Regions from separate parts of the Mus musculus genome. Here region 2 is linked to region 1. A link is a contact called in public HiChIP or PLAC-seq data. All regions are on one chromosome and are shown on one strand. The core of a region is the stretch at or near the end of the contact, and the rest is flanking DNA. Distances in the headings are between cores, read along the strand shown.

What was found. HiChIP or PLAC-seq counts read pairs in DNA pulled down with a chosen protein or histone mark.
Region 2: a contact with region 1 is called in an H3K4me3 HiChIP or PLAC-seq map of bone marrow-derived macrophages, with 5 times the contacts expected there. The contact joins the promoter of A430057M04Rik here to the enhancer-like site in region 1. A contact is called at or near these places in 1 of 39 promoter capture datasets (pre-B cells), 2 of 115 datasets of contacts at active chromatin or transcription factors (bone marrow-derived macrophages and extraembryonic endoderm stem cells) and 1 of 9 other capture datasets (liver).

The regions. Positions count from the first base shown.
Region 1 is chr14:21,298,097-21,301,639 of GRCm38.p6, reverse strand. The region is part of intron 6 of Adk (adenosine kinase); the gene reads right to left. Among named protein-coding and RNA genes, the nearest start is that of Gm52152, 120 kb to the left of the region's middle. Within about 2 kb of position 1,684, at least 27 of the 459 cell types and tissues checked have an H3K27ac peak or open chromatin away from gene starts, as enhancers often do. A contact at or near this core is called in bone marrow-derived macrophages, where this site is marked.
Region 2 is chr14:21,845,767-21,848,916 of GRCm38.p6, reverse strand. A430057M04Rik (RIKEN cDNA A430057M04 gene) reads right to left here and starts at 1,339. Exons shown (of 3, transcript NM_176925.3): 1 at 1-1,339. The coding sequence starts at 46. It overlaps Comtd1 (catechol-O-methyltransferase domain containing 1), which reads left to right and starts at 7. Exons shown (of 7, transcript NM_026965.2): 1 at 7-138; 2 at 249-376; 3 at 602-707; 4 at 797-915; 5 at 990-1,044; 6 at 1,170-1,303; 7 at 1,490-3,056. The coding sequence starts at 45. The coding sequence ends at 1,642. It overlaps Vdac2 (voltage-dependent anion channel 2), which reads right to left. Exons shown (of 10, transcript NM_011695.2): 10 at 3,038-3,150.

The sequences.
Region 1 (3,543 bases), core at 435-2,934:
CTGAGAGCAATACAGCACGGTAAGATGACATAGATAGTGCCTCATGGTTCATTAAATATAGAATTTATAAAGGAACTCAAATGATCCTGTTTCAACAGCCATCACCGGTAGATAATCGGAGGCTGTCCTTCCGAGAGACTTTGGATTCGCCATGGTTTCTACACTGCTCACCGGACTTTAGGCTTTTAAATGGATCTGTACAGTTCTCAAGGATTCTTCATTAGTCATACACTCTTATGATTTATAATTCTAATATAAGGAGTTGTCCTTAAAGAATTGTGGACAACACTAAAAATTGCCCAACTTTATTTTTATTGGACTTCACAGCATTTCTTTTCCTCATTTATTTGCATACGTGTTCCTGTGCACGTGAGTGCAGTGCCCTCCAAGTCCAGGAGGATACTCACGGAACACTATTTCTCCTCCTCTCCCTTCTCCCCCTCCTCCTCACATTTATTTCTATTTCATGTGCATCGGTGTTTTGCCTGCACATCTGCCTGTGTGGGCATCAGATTCCCTGTGACTGTGAGCTGCCACGTGACTGCTGGGACTCACACCTGGGACCTCTGGAAGAGCAGCCAGTGCTTTTTACCTCTGAGCCATCTCTCCTGCCACACTTTTTCTTTTTAAACGTAGGATCTCTCTTAACTACGTAGCTATGGCTGAACTGGGACTCTGTATGAAGACCAGGGTGGCCTTGAACTGCATGCCTCTGCATCTTACGTCCTGACTAAAGGCAGTGCCACTATGGACAGTAATCACTGAACACTTTCTAAAATTAAGTCTTTTCAGAATAAAATGGGGGAAAACAGTCAGTGCATAGTTTAAAAAAATACGGTAAGGTTGAGGGAATCCAGATAATTAGCACAATGGCTACCACCTAATTCATTTCCTACTGAAAAAAACAAAAACAAAAAACCAAAAGGAGGACAAGGACCATTAATTCTATGTACAAAAACATCTCTTAAAAACAACCTCAACAACAGAACCCCCAAAGCAAACAAGTAGAAACCTCCAGTGAATCCCAGAGTGAGAGATTCATAGCTCTTACACTCACACAGCACTAAGCCTTCTGGTACCAAAAGGCCCTGCTGTATTTCGCGACAGAGCAGAAATCATGGAAGTAAACAGGGAGGAGGATGCAAGGGGAGGGCCTGTGTCCACTCACTGTGAGAGAGGGGAAAGAAGGAGAAAGAGAGTGGGAGACTGCTCTTATGTCTGTCCATCCACCCACCCACCCTTCCAGCAACCGATGAAAGTTAGACTACTAACCAAAAGGTGCAGAGAGTAAAAGCACCATCCTCATTGACCTTCCTGTCTTGCTACCTAACAGATGTGTGTGTGTGTGTGTGTGTGTGTGGGGGGGGGGGTGGTGGTGGAGAGAATAACCGCAAAGGAAAAAAATGGGACAGAGATTAACCCAAGGAAGTTAAATTTCATGAAAAGCACTTTCCAGAATAGCAATAAATTTATAGGAATTGATAAACTAAAAAGCATAATGAGGAAAACAACCCCTACGCTGTTGTCAGTTATGATGAATTCTTTAGAAACACACAGACGCTAGGGGAAAGGCAGAGGAACTACAAAGGCTGAAGGAGGGGGAGAAAGAAGTTAGACTTCCCAAAAGAAGTTACTGTTAAAATATGACAGAGCAACGATCTCAAGACTCCAGAAGAGATGTATTTCTTCCTAGAATGCCACATGAATGAGGAAGTGAAATGTTAGACATGTAGGTTTCAGAGACTCTTTCTTCCTGTATTCTTTCTCAGAAAGAAGAGTGAGGGGGAAATGCAAGCTATCAAAAACCAAAACAAACCAATACCCAAACCAACACATTTAAATGAGGAGAGTATGTACGTAGGAGTCCTGCAATGGAACACTTAGCACAGATCTGACACGAAGGGGATTTAGAGCTGTGAGGATGCTTAGAGCAGAAGAATGAAGGGTCTCAAAAGCAAGGTCCTCAAGACGAACAGGGCAAGCAGACACGGCATGAAACACTAGTGGAAGAGTTAATGGGTGGCTGACCAGTTACTCTGTACAAAGTAATTAGCGCTACGAGGAGACACATGTATATAAGTCACCCTGATCACAGAGAGGCGACAGAAACAGGAAGATGAGAGACTTCAAAACTCCAAAAGAAAAATCACAAGAGTATAAAAGAACTTAGCTCCCAAAGGATGAATCAATGATCTATCTCTCTATCCATCTATCCACCCACCCACCCACCCATAACGTAGATGAATAAATTTGATTTAACCAAGTGTTTTATTGCAGAGTTAGTGAGGGGCAGGCATAGTCCAGGATGTATGTGTACAGGAGAGTCAAATGTCCAGCACTAAGTAAGCAGTAAGGATAGTGTCACACTATCAGCTATAATCTTGACAGTTATCGTGGGCTAGGTAGACTCTTCCCCAAGTCTTCCACATATATTTACCCACTTAGCTAAAACTAAAACCCTGGGGGGAAAGGCACCACTTTAATCTCATTAGATACTAAGGACACCGACACATGACACATAAGACAAATGGCTTCTCAAAGACCACAGCTAGGAAGAGATGGCACCAGGGATTTAGCCTGGACATTCTCATTCGAGAACATTTAAGAAGGGCTGTTCTAGATCCGCTCCTGTGCTGGGTGATGAGCAAAGCTACAAACAGAACCCCAGGCAGACAGCTAAACATCCTCCTGCAGCCCCGTTCCACCCTGTCCTTTTTCTTTCCTTCCTGGCTTTTATTTGCTTAAAGCTTGGTCTGACTTTGTTACCCACAGTGGCCTCAAACTTGCAGCAATTTTCCTACTTCAGTCTCCAGAGCGCTGAGATTACAGGTAAGAGCCACTCTGCCTGGCTCAATCAACTGTCTGTAATGCATTAAAAGTTGAGTTTTGCTTTAAGAAATGAGGCCAGGTGTGGAAGTGCACAACATAATGCCAGCACTCAGGAGGCAGAGGCAGGCAGATCTTTGTGAGTTTAAGGTCAGCCTACGTACAGGACAGCCAAAGCTCCGTTACATACAGAAACCTAGTCTGAACAAACTAAAACTAAGTAAATAAATAGAAAGAGAAAAATCCCACTTAGATACCTCTTTTTCCTGCATTTGAAATTTAGTAAATTAATCTTAAGAGCAGGAGAAAAATGCCTGCTGGCTACGTGAGTAAGAGTCTATGAAAATCCACAGAAGGTATGAAAAGCACACTTAATGTCATTAAGTCACTACTGCTATATTTAAAAACGTGTTTCTCTCTGTAATTTTGTATTTTGGAAAATACTAAACCTACAGAAAATAAAATATTTGAACACTCTTGGGCAATTTACCTCCATTTGCCAATTAACTGTAACATGTTTTATACAACATGCATGCACCTGCATACATGGACCTTTTACCCTGAGACATTAGAAAATTAGCTGCAGACATTTAGCCGATGCATTTCTCCGAATACTGAATGAATTTCCCTAAATAAATACAAATTACTACAGTAGTGCTACATACAGTTCTATTGAAATTCTTTCCAATCATCTAAGAAAGTCCTCTGCAGCTTGTC
Region 2 (3,150 bases), core at 90-2,589, 550 kb before region 1:
TACTCCAGCACACGTGACCTCCGCCGCCGCTGCTAACCTGCACCATGGCTCAGCCCGTCCCTCGGCTATCTATCCCAGCCGCACTGGCCCTGGGCTCGGCCGCGCTGGGCGCCGCCTTCGCTACTGGTCTCTTGCTGGGTGAGCTGGGCTGGGCTGCTGCAGTCCGGGGAATGGGAGGAGGGCGCGGAGAAGAGCCGGAGAACCCGGTCAGAAATGCAGGCCCTGACTCGGCACCCTCTCCCCGGCAGGGAAACGGTGGCCTCCATGGGGGTCCAGGCGGCAAGAGCGCCTGCTGCCACCTGAGGACAATCCCCTGTGGCAGTATCTGCTGAGCCGCTCCATGAGAGAGCACCCGGCGCTGCGGAGCCTGCGACTGGTCAGTAGGACTGGGACCGAGAACCGGCTCCCCACTTCCAGCGTGGTGGACCTCACGTGGCTGTGTGACCTTGAGCTAGGCAGAAACCCTCTCTGGGCTTCCGGGTTCCCTGAGACCTGTCCCCTCTAGGCCACACCCGCCACCGAGCCCCTGAATGATTCAAAACCTCAGGGGGGAGGTGGGGGGGGTGACTGGTATGAATGGCACCTCCCTCTCCCCACACAGCTGACCCTGGAGCAGCCGCAGGGGGATTCCATGATGACCTGTGAACAGGCCCAGCTTCTGGCCAACCTGGCGCGGCTCATTAAGGCCAAGAAAGCTCTGGATCTGGGTAGGAACACGCAGCCATGGTCTCTGGAAACCAGGGTCACAGGGCAGCCCTGCACCCTGAACTGAGCTTGACAGTGTCCCCTTCCACAGGTACTTTCACGGGCTACTCGGCCCTGGCCCTAGCCTTGGCGCTTCCGGAGGCTGGCCGCGTGGTGACCTGCGAGGTTGACGCAGAGCCCCCGAAGCTGGGACGGCCCATGTGGAAGCAGGTGAGAGCCCCACACCTGCGGCCGTTCGGGCTCCGGCTCGGGGGCGTGCCGGCCTGACCGGCCTCCTTCCGCAGGCAGAAGTGGAGCAGAAGATCGACCTTCGGCTGCAGCCCGCCCTGCAGACATTGGGTGAGCACCAGTGCGGGAGGGACCCAGACAGCACTGTCCAACCCCGGGGAACAAAACTGGCGACCCTGAGCAGCCCGCTGAGACCCTAGCTCAGCCAGCGGCACATGCCCTCTGTCCCTGTTAAGATGAGCTCCTAGCGGCGGGCGAGGCCGGAACCTTCGACATAGCCGTGGTGGACGCGGACAAAGAGAACTGTACCGCCTACTACGAGCGCTGTCTGCAGCTCCTACGTCCCGGAGGCGTGCTCGCTGTACTCAGAGTAAGGACTAGCTAAGGCAAAACTGCTGCTTCTTGTGGCTGGGTACCCACTCTTCTCAGCTCTTCCCACCCCACCCCCCAGCCCCGCCCCAAAGCCCACCCAGAGTATCATAGGTCCCGCCCCTCCTGGCTAAAGCTCTGGGTCGGCTACCCCCCACTTCCGACGGCCCCGCCCCTCCATCTGTAGGTCCTGTGGCGCGGAGAAGTGCTGCAGCCTCAGCCCAGGAACAAGACTGTTGAATGTGTGCGGAACCTGAACGAACGCATCCTGAGGGACGCCAGGGTCTACATCAGCCTCCTGCCCCTGGATGATGGCCTCTCCTTGGCCTTTAAGATCTAGGGTTAACACGAAGCTTAGGGCCTGGGTGTGAGAACCTAAGACCCCCAGCCAGTGACCTGACTTTTAAACCTGACAATAAAGGTACTGGACACGCGACCTTCTGAGCATCCTCTTCCAGCGTTCACTTGGTGGAGGGTTCCCTCCCTGCAGGTCTCCCTGGCACCAAGGCTTGTGGCCTTATCTGACCGCATAGTTTTAATAAATTGTCCTAGCTGTACTCACTGAGTAGAGTTCCAACAGGCTTGGATATAAGGGAAGACCCTATCTGTCTCTGGCCTCCCAGCCACATGCCACAGAGATGTCGAGATAGGGCCTTTTATAGCTGGCAGTCTACTCATGTTTTCACAGGGCTGAAGCCTCCCCAGCCTAACTTGTGTGCAGTGGAAGCCCAGACTACAGGACCTAAGGTTGGCTGGCATTTCTATCTGCTCCCTCATCCCCTTAAGTCCTAAGGGAGGAGACTGATGGCCAAGGTGCAAAGCAGACAGAGTGGGAAGCCAACCTCATTCAAGAAACCTCAGGAACTTGAAGCTTTTGCAGCACTGTCCTTTTGGGGGACACTATAAGGAGCCAACCTTTATTGACCTGAGGCCTGGTGCTTTGCTGCTCTAGAAGAAAGGTAAAGTTCTTTGTACTGAGGCAGAAAGGACAGTTTCTGGGACACCACAGGTTTGCCACTCTGGGGTAAGAAAGGCCCAAGTGATGTGCACTTAGCAGCTGCTACAAGTACAGATGTGTGAGCCCACAACTGAGTCCCTGCCACACACCACCAACCCTCTGGGGACTAGCTGTGCCCTACCCCTTCTTCACAAGTCACAAGTACATACTGAGGTGCACACAGGGGACCTGGTCCAATCCATTTTGAAGTGCCTTTGATGCACTGGTAGCCCACATGAGTCCACTCGCTCAGCAGAGCCAGCATGAAGAACACTTGTTAGCTGAGGGTCACAGGGCAGTAACATGCACCATTTCTATTGGGTAAGTCCCAAAGTACCCATTTTCTTAGCTGTCCTCTCAAGTTTAAACTACACCTCAGAAGTGACACTCACCTCTCACCTGTGACACACCACCTCCCCAGGGAAGCTGGCACGGTCCTACTTTTCCAACCAGGATCACTAGGTAATACATATCACCCAGGTGATGGCGAAGGGGGCTGCCTGGTCCAGACCCCAGCTCAGCTTTTCAACGCTGTCAATAGAAGAGAATGGTGCCCACTTTCTCCTCTCTTGGCCTGTTGCTTCCATCTACCCAGGCTCCACTTTCTGTAGCGTGGCTCAGAAGGAAGGGGATGCATGCCTATTTAGCCACTCAGCACCACCCCTGCATCTCCCTTCATCATCCATGGGTTAACAGTGATTCACTCTAACTTTGCACAAACTTAGAAACTGCAGAGTATTAAAGTATGTATCCTTGTATTTTATTGTAATCTCAAAGACCTCGTGGATTATGCTAGGGACACAAGGAATTTGGTTGCACAGGTTTAGGTAAAGAGCAAAATGCTCACCAGA